Regions from separate parts of the Mus musculus genome. Here regions 1 and 2 are each linked to region 3. A link is a contact called in public Micro-C and promoter capture Hi-C data. All regions are on one chromosome and are shown on one strand. Each heading gives the region's core, a stretch centred on a gene start, on an enhancer-like site or on the middle of the called end of the contact. The rest is flanking DNA. Distances are from core to core; before and after follow the strand shown.

Region 1 (3,090 bases), core at 95-2,594, 1.4 Mb after region 3:
TTCCTGACCTGGCAAGGCTCTGAGCCCCACTGGCAGATGACAGTTCATTCAAAGGCACTTTTTTTTTCCTTCAAGATTTATTTATTATATGTAAGTACACTGAAGCTGTCTTCAGACACACCAGAAGAGGGCATCCAATCTCACTACAGATGGTTGGTTATGAGCCACCATGTGGTTGCTGGGGTTTGAACTCAGGGCCTCTGGAAGAGCAGTCAGTGCTCTTAACCGCTGAGCCATTTCTCCAGCCCTCAAAGGCACTTTGAATGGTTCCCGGGATGTGGAGAGGGAATAACACCAGATAGGAGACCCTTTCACTCCCACCCTTCCACACATTCGCCCCAGCAGGAACTACACAGACCACACAGTTGTTAAAAAAAGAAAAGTGACATTGTTTATTTGGAATGAAAATATGGTATAAAAAATATTAACACGGAATGGTGGGTTGGAAGCAGGTAACCAATATAAATACGGTCCAATAAGTTAGCGCACCCGCACAGCGGGGCAAGGCTCAGCAAGCACGGGAATATCTTCGGTGAAGAGCAGCGGCGGCGTCACCCGGGGCATCCCCTGGGCTCCTGGGCTCCTGTCTGATGCGGCAGCGTGGGCTGGTTCCCGGCTCAACTGGTCCCGTGCGTTTCTGTAGGGAGAAGACTGAGTCAGGAGCTGCCCGGGTGCAGCTTTTAAGTCTCCAGGTGGGCCGAGCAGCTCCTGCCATGCGTTCCAGGTCCCCTCTCCAAAGGGTTTTCAAAGACGTAGGATTCCCCCCTCCCCCTCCCCGTGGCTTTTAAAATCGAAGTTTTCCCCACTGGGAGGCATGACCCCCATTCACTTTCCCCATGCCCCGTACTCCGACGCCGTGGACAAGTTTGTTACTCACCACGGACCCAGAGCGCTCTGCTCTCCCGGCTCGGAAGGCATTTCAGACTCAGAGCGCTGATACCGGTAGCGGGGAAAGTCTTGCAGCGCCCGACGGTTCTGGAAGTCGATCAGCGCCATGGTGATGGCCGCGTTCCAGCAGCTCTCCACCGTGCAGCGGAAGTCGATCTCCTTGTAATAGTTGGTGACGATGGTGAAGTACACGTACTTAGAGGTGTGCTCCACGCAGTCCACCTTGAGGATGGAGTGGAAAAACAGCTCCTTGGCGGGGCTGGTTTTCCCGGAGAAGAGGCGCAGGCGGTCGGCGGTGAGCACGCAGCGCTTCTTCTTCCATACCTGGAACAGGCTGTCGCTTCGCTTCTCCAGCTCGCCCTCGCAAAGGATCTCGTCGGAGGTCTTCACGGTTTTCGAAGACATCACGATTTTCGAAGCCATTTCGAAAGGTTGCACCAAATGCGCTCGCTCTGCTGCGGGCCGCGGCCGCGGCGTGGTCTTTATAAGGACTCCGCCCCGCAGCCCAGACACGCCCCGGAGTCGGGCACTCTCAATCCCAAGCAGGCTCTCGGAGCTGCCCCCCACCAACCGCCCCAGGCTGCCCCTTACCCATTGCTTGAAGCTACCGCTTATCGGAGGACGGAGGGTGGGGGGCGAGAACTGATTGGCGCCTCTCTGACGGGAGCCCCGAGCCTTCCCTCCAGCCCCAACGTCCCAGCTGCCAGGTGGAGTGACTTGTGGTCCCCTCCCCGCCCAGGCTCCGGCCCTGCCTGCAGAGGAATGCACCTCAGCGGTCCCTGCCCCTCGTGACTCACGGGCCGGGAAGACCTGGGAAGCGCCCGACCCCTAGACTGAACTACCGCGCTCAGAATCCCACTCACGGGGAGACCGAACACGCGGGTCGTGGACTCACGGGTTCTTTCCAAGCCCTGGCCACCGTCTCCTCCCACCTTGGGCGAGCATCCAAAGGCCACCCACTAGACTTTCTTGGGAAGTAGCCCTGCCCCAACAGGCTTTATCACCCAAGTTGCTCCCCAAAGTTGTACCTCGAAATTATCTCAGTTTCTTTTCCCTTCTGTAAAATGGGACAATGACCTTTTAGTAAGTTAGACAGTGAAGAAGTGGAGGAGGAACAGCACCCTGCAGTGCTCAGCCACGTGAAGAGAAAGGCCTGCCTCTTTCCCGTGTGCCCCAATCTAGGCTACAGACACCTCGGGCTGCGACTGTACAACCTCGACGTGCTGGAAACTCACGATGGGGGCGGGGGGGGGGGACGGGAGCTAGCAAAGCTAGCTTGGGGAATGAGGGGACCGACCTAAGGGCTAGGGGCGGCGGGGGCGGCGGGGGCGGCGGGGGCGGCGGGGGCGGCTGAGTCATCGCCTTTCAGTGCAAGATTTTATTTACCCTCTGCCTTTAAAGGTTTAATAGTAGTAGGAAGCAGACGCAGCTCCTCCAGGGTTCCCAGGGATGGGGGAGGGACTGGCCTAGGGACCCCAGGAGTCCCCTGCTATGGTGGGATGGGGGCAGGGGTGCTGGGGTGGGATGGAGGACAGAGGCGCTACAAGGAAACCCTCAGCCCCACCCCTTCCCCCTACCCCCACCCCTTCTCCCACCTCCACCCCTTCCCCCATCCCCACCGCCACCTCCACCCCTGGCTGTTGGAAAACCAGACACCATGCTTCTAGGTGGACTGGCTCCCAGTGAAAACACAGGTTCCTCCATTTAAACAATTGAGACAGCCTAAAACTCCAGTTCGGTGGCCTAGTGTTGTTCTAAGGCAGGTTTATACCACAATAAGGAGGCTGAGGCAGGAAGGACCAATCTAGCTCAGTCTGGGTTTTACAGTGAGCCCGAGAGTAACCAAAGCCGCAAAGCAAAAATGAAGTAAAGGGGCTGGAGAGGTGGCTCAGTTAAGAGTGCTTGCTGTTCTTGCAGAGGACCTAAGTTTGGTTCCTGCTCACAGTTGGGTAACGCACAACCATCCATCTGTAACTCCAGCTCCAGGGAGCTCTCTCCTGCTCTCCCCTCCCCTCCCCCCAGAACACACACACATAGGCAAAAATAAAAAGAAACTTGAGACTGGACCGATGGACTCCGGGGTTAAGAGTACTTGTTGATTTTTCAGAAGGCCTGGGTTGGGTTCCCAGTCCTCACAGGGTGGCTTACGGTTATTCATGGCCGGAAAGGAAGTCCTCTTCTGAGGTCCTCAGGCACACATGC
Region 2 (2,700 bases), core at 13-2,512, 1.3 Mb before region 3:
TTGGTTGTAGGAAGACCCATACCTCTCCTACGGCTCCTAAGATCAAATCCCCCTCAGTCTTGTCCACAGCTCTCCCTTTCCTCTCTAGCCCATGCTCAATGGATAACAAAGGCCTCTTCCAACAATCCTTCCCCCAATTCATTCCAGTTACCCAGCCTTCAACACTAGCAGGCATTGCCTGTGAACACACCATCTGAACAGGCCAGGGAAACAGCAACACGTAGCTATCACACTCCCTAAAACTCCAGAGAGGAAACAGAAACCAAAGAACAAAACACCCACCCAAAAAGACAAATCCAGAGATCAGCACCTAGATCTTTAATCATCCCAAGCCCAGGAAAAAGAACACAATCAACAACAATCAGGGCCATATGTCACCACTAAAAGCCAGCTATCCCGCCTCAGCAGGCCCTGAAAACTCCAACATATCTGAAGCACAGAGAATGACTTTAAAACACGCTTTATGGTTTCCAGCTCATTCCCAGTCCTCCCACTCCTCCCCACACCTGATCGCTATCCCCATTCCCCCTCCTCACCTGCTCTCCCACCCAGTTCCCTCCCTCCGTTCACCCCAACCCTACATGAAGAACTACAGGCAACTGAGGAAAGCTAGAAGTGGGAGAGGAGGTCTTCCCCAGGGAACAGCATGTCAGTTGGTTGCTTAGTGCCTAATGGTTGAGCCCTGAAAACATACACACAACATTAGACATACTGAATATATTACACTTAGAAAAAATATACATATACATACATACATATATATATATGTATATATATATATACACACACACACACACACACACACACACACATTTGTGCGTGCAATAACAATTCATGGGAGAAGCAGCCATAGATTTGGAGAGTTGGGAAGGGTGTATGGGAGGGTTGGAGAGAGAGAGAGAGAGAGAGAGAGAGGGAGAGAGAGAGAGAGAGAGAGAGAGAAAGGGAAATGTAATTATATTGTGATCTCAAAAGTGTTAAAAGTTAAAAAAAAATACCAATTAAAAAATTTTAAATGATGGGCTATCCATTTAAGAAACTAGGGATATATTAGGAATGCTGTCCAGTTTCCCATGGGAGGAAATGCTACGGTAAGAGAATATGAGAAGGTTCTTTGGGGAAATACATATGGATGTTAAGGAGCAGAGTCCTGACATTGGCCCTTTTCAAGGGTTAATAATTCACCTTAAGTTGTCAGAGGATGGATGGTGAAAGGGGGCGTGGCTGGGAAAAGGATGACTAGGCAGAGAGTGTGGTGATCCAGTGAGGCAAACCCTTGCATAATCTCCTCCTTGAGAGTGGGTGTACTTCTAACCATGAGAACACGGCACGATGTTACTTCTGGGCTGACGTTATATAAGATTGTCTCATCTGAAGCCCAAGATCCTCCTGCCAGGAGAACCAAGCACCAGTACCATTGACTCCCTCCCTGTGGAGGGAGCCATGGGCAAGAGCCAAGGACACTCTCCAGCCGGCCAACCAGAAAAGAGAAAGCTTCCATCTGACACCCACAAGGAAATGAATCCTGCCAACAAACTGGGGAGTAGAATAAGGTAGAAAATACCGAAGTATAGATACCGTTTGTAGAATTATGTGGTGATTTACTTAAAGCTCTGCTTATGCTGCCTATTTGCAAAGCATGATTTCACTTGCTACCTGGAACAAAATGACCTGGAGACAGAGCAAAAACACTGCATCTCTGCCATGAATAAACAGCCTGCTGACTGCCACACAGGCTTCTGTGAAATCTTGCTTGCTTGCCTACCCCACCTTGTGGTCTTAGAGTATAAAGCAGGAATAAGACTAGACCTGTCAACGCTCCTCAAGAGCTGTCCTGGCTTCCCTGTGCTGATGACAATCCCTCAGTTCCACTCTCTTGGGTATCAGGTTACTTATCAAGAAAGACTCCTGCAACACCTGAGCAAGCTTGGTGGCAGACCCTCCCTGGAAGTCTCTGTATGAGAACGTGTCTTTGTGGGGCTGGACAAGTGGCTCAGCGGTTAAAAACACTGACTGCTCCTCTGAAAGTTCTGAGTTCAAATGCTAGCAACCACATGGTGGCTCACAACCATCCACAATGAGATCTGACACCCTCCGCTAGTGTGTCTGAAGACAGCTACAGTATACTTACATATAATAATAAATAAATCCTTTCTTAAAAGAGCACAGTAAAAAAAATTTAAAAAACAAACATTTAAGAAAGAGGGGGAGAGAATGTGTCTTTGTGAGACCCTGGAGCAGAGATCTATCCAAGCTGGGCTCCTGGGTTTCCTGAAATGCAGAGAGACACATACTGTGTAATGGCAAAGTATAGAGAAACTTGCTCTGCAGTAATAGAAAACCAATACTGACAGTTACATAGACAAATACAAAGTAATGTTAGCTCAAGCGCCCACTGAAGTATAGGTTCTGGTTTTGTATGTTTGAATTTTAGTTTCAATTTGGAAAAATGGAAAAGGTCCAGATATCTGTATTTTACTTTTTGGTTTTGTGGGGTTTTTTAAAGTTTTATTTATTTTTTATGTGTGTGAGTACACCATCACTGTCTTCAGACACACCAGAAGAGGGCATCAGATCACATTGCTGTGGTTGTGAGTCACCATGTGGTTGCTGGGAATTGAACTCAGGACCTCTGAAAGAGCAATCAGTGCTCTTAACCACTGAGCCATCTCTCCAGCCCCCTTGTACTTGTGTGTGTGT
Region 3 (2,799 bases), core at 124-2,623:
CCAAATAGTGAATGCACGGGGACTCTGATCTCCCAGGGCAGAGCCTGGCACTGTAAGCTACCCTCACCCACCCAGCTACCCTAGGGGCAAGTAAATGTGAGGCTGGGTCTACAGGTCACTGGATTTCCATTCTGAATTCATTCATACTGTGAAAGAAGCCGTGCCCCTGACCCGAAGCACCTCCACCCCCACCCCATACTGCACAACAGAGCATTGCAGATGCCACACTGGTCCCCCACCCCCATCACTGCACCATCAAGGCCCCCAATCTATCTGCTGCAGGCGCAGCACACCCTGTCAACAAGGAGTCAGAGGCCAATTTATTCCAAGAGGTCTGATCTAGTGGAAGCTGAGCCTGTTCTTGCTCCTCCACCTGCAAGGTTTGGCACAAGGGTACCAGCAGCATCTGACTGGCCGCTCCCTCCCAAGGTAGGCAGAGAGGCCAGGGAGACAGGCTGCAGGAGGCAGCCGTGCCGGCCCCTCCCCCAGCATCGCGCCTACAGCCTCTGCGTCGGGTAAGGATGTTCTTTATCCGCAGAGGCGAGTGGAGCACCATGAAGTGGGGGTGACGGGACAGCCATGCGAGTCGAAGAGTGGGGGGGGGTCCTATAGCTTCCTCTCCAGATAAGGAGCCTACCGCAGGCCGGAGCCGACCCTCTGGCGTCGGAGGTTTCGCATCCCCCTGCCCGCTGCAGCCGCGGACGACCTTCTCCAAATCTGGCTGCCAGCGGGGGCGCTTCGCAGGGACTCTCACCGATCTGTGCTGGATCTCAGCCCTCCCCCGCGAATCCCTAGGTCTCTTATATATATCCCTCCAGATAAGAAGGAATATGCCGAGAAAGACAGCGCACTGCAGGCGCGGATCTGCAGCGCGCGCCGCTCGCGGGGCAGAGCCATTTATTCTCGGTGCTCCAAAGAGCTTCTTCCTTCAGGGCACACAACCGCAAAAACCTCCGCACGTCCTGGGCCCACACCCGGCTTAGGACTCGACCGCTGTCAGCGCCTGGCTCACCTGGCTCTCGCTTGCCCTGGGGTTGCCCCCAACGCCGGTGCCGCGCTCAGGGCGCCCGCTCCGTTCCGCCACCCATGGGCCCGTCGGGGGCCCGCGTAGCCGGGGCAAGGGCCGGAGAGGCGCGCGGGGCGCGTCGCCGCCGCCGCCGCCGTCGTCGCCGCCACCGCGGGGAGCGCTCGCTCGGGACGGAGCGCGCGTACTGCGGTCGGGCACGCGCGCTCACGGCGCGCATCCCAGCCCGCGACTTGGCGGGCGCGGCCGGCAGCTCCGGCCCGGCTCAGCGTCCGGCGTCCGGCGTCCGGGTGGGGCGGGGGTCCGCGGAGCCGGCTCGGCCACCGCGGGAGCCGCGAGTGACAGGCCCGGGGCGGAGGGCGGGGCTGCCGGTGGGGATGAGGTCATGCCGAGCGAAAAAGCCCCTGACGTCACCTGCAGCCAATCAGAGTGAGCCGCTCGGGGGCAGGTGACGTCAGCGGAGCGGGCGCTGGGTGCGGAGCCCTGGCGGCGGCCGTGGGTCTCTCTGCCACCGCCCTCCGTCCCCCGCGCCCCAAGCTTCTCGGGCATCGGTTCTTAAAGGGGCCACGCACGCCGCAGCTCCCCACCTCCAGGAAGCCTTCCCAGCTCAGGGCTCCTGGTATCCCCAAGAACCCTCTGCCTCGCGGCACTCTAACCAGCGTCTACTGTCCTAGTATGCAAGGGTCTCCCTCTCTCGGCCCGCCTGGACTGAACCTGTCACGGATTTCTCTCCTTCCCTTAGCCTTTGTTCGCGAGAGGACGCCCTCCCAGAGTGCGCCTCCCCTGCCCCAGTGCGGCCCAGGGAAAAGGGTCATGGAGAGCTGCGGCCGCAAAGGGCCTTACCTGCAGCATCCGCGTTTGTCCTCTCCACGACCCCTGGAGGTGGAAGTCCAGCTCTACACTTTGCAGAAGAAGCTCCTAGGCGATGTGGTTTGCCTCAGGTCACTCATCCCGGGAAATCAGGGGGCGGGGCTCCAGACCCACCGGTGTGCTCCCCAGGGCGGCGCTGCCCCCCTACCTATGACATCCAGTTCTTGACAGCTTCCAATGAAAAGCCGCTTGGAAACGACCTCTACTCCCACCCGGACATCTCCCCTGCCCGCTGGGGACTGTCGGCTCCATCCCACTGTGTGAACACAACCACGTGAGCACTCAAAAAACATGGGTAATTACAACTAGGGCAGAAATACACAGGGGTCAGGCAGGTCTCAGAGGAAGGGGAGTCTTGTGCCAAAGTGGTCCACCTGCAAACATAAGCCACGTTTCCCTTAGTTTTCCCTCCTCCTCGGGAACAGGTTGGCAGAAAATTCTTTATTGTATGCCAGGCTGGTCTCAGCCTTCTGAGTGATGAGATTACTAGCACCCACCATGATGCCAGACCTTCTCAGATACTTCAAAAACGTGGCCCTGACTAGGTGGACAGTGAGGTGACCAGATAATATGAGTCTCGTGGGGGGTGGGAGGGGGGTGGAGTGTCCTGAACTTTCCCTGGAAGTCCAGCCTCTCACTCGATGAAGGGCAGAGTTTAGGAGATGGCTGGTTGAAGGAAGGGTCACAGAGAGTGAAGCAGGCACAAAGGAAGGAGCACTCCTTTGCTAGTATAGATTGTGTGAAGAATACTGCAGACCACACTAGGTGCTGGGCAAGGCTCTGCAGGGACCTTCTCCTTTACCCTACTGTATCCAGCTTGGCTTGGTTCATTATGAGTGTTTAGAACCGGCTTGCAGAAACCTCTCTATGTAGCCCAAGGGGAGTCTGGGAGTCTAGCCTGGGAT

The links. Promoter capture Hi-C pulls out the DNA fragments that hold promoters and counts their contacts. A called contact is a pair of places that touch in the nucleus more often than the background predicts.
Region 1: a Micro-C map of embryonic stem cells shows a contact between it and region 3, with 3 times the contacts expected there. The contact joins the promoter of Phlda2 here to the promoter of Dusp8 in region 3. A contact is called at or near these places in 5 of 39 promoter capture datasets (the 3T3-L1 cell line, the C10 cell line, hippocampal neurons and 2 more) and 1 of 484 Hi-C or Micro-C datasets (embryonic stem cells).
Region 2: a promoter capture Hi-C map of liver shows a contact between it and region 3, with 4 times the contacts expected there. The contact joins the enhancer-like site here to the promoter of Dusp8 in region 3. A contact is called at or near these places in 3 of 39 promoter capture datasets (liver and pre-B cells) and 1 of 115 datasets of contacts at active chromatin or transcription factors (astrocytes).

Annotation. Positions count from the first base shown.
Region 1 is chr7:143,501,180-143,504,269 of GRCm38.p6, forward strand. Phlda2 (pleckstrin homology like domain, family A, member 2) reads right to left here and starts at 1,345. Exons shown (of 2, transcript NM_009434.2): 1 at 878-1,345; 2 at 369-637. The coding sequence starts at 1,311. The coding sequence ends at 637.
Region 2 is chr7:140,826,994-140,829,693 of GRCm38.p6, forward strand. No RefSeq gene overlaps it. Among named protein-coding and RNA genes, the nearest start is that of Zfp941, 6.2 kb to the left of the region's middle. Within about 2 kb of position 1,263, at least 63 of the 459 cell types and tissues checked have an H3K27ac peak or open chromatin away from gene starts, as enhancers often do. A contact at or near this core is called in liver, where this site is marked.
Region 3 is chr7:142,093,911-142,096,709 of GRCm38.p6, forward strand. It overlaps Dusp8 (dual specificity phosphatase 8), which reads right to left and starts at 1,374. Exons shown (of 7, transcript NM_008748.3): 1 at 1,013-1,374. It overlaps Gm32786 (a long non-coding RNA gene), which reads left to right and starts at 256. Exons shown (of 7, transcript XR_870057.3): 1 at 256-429; 2 at 1,767-2,168.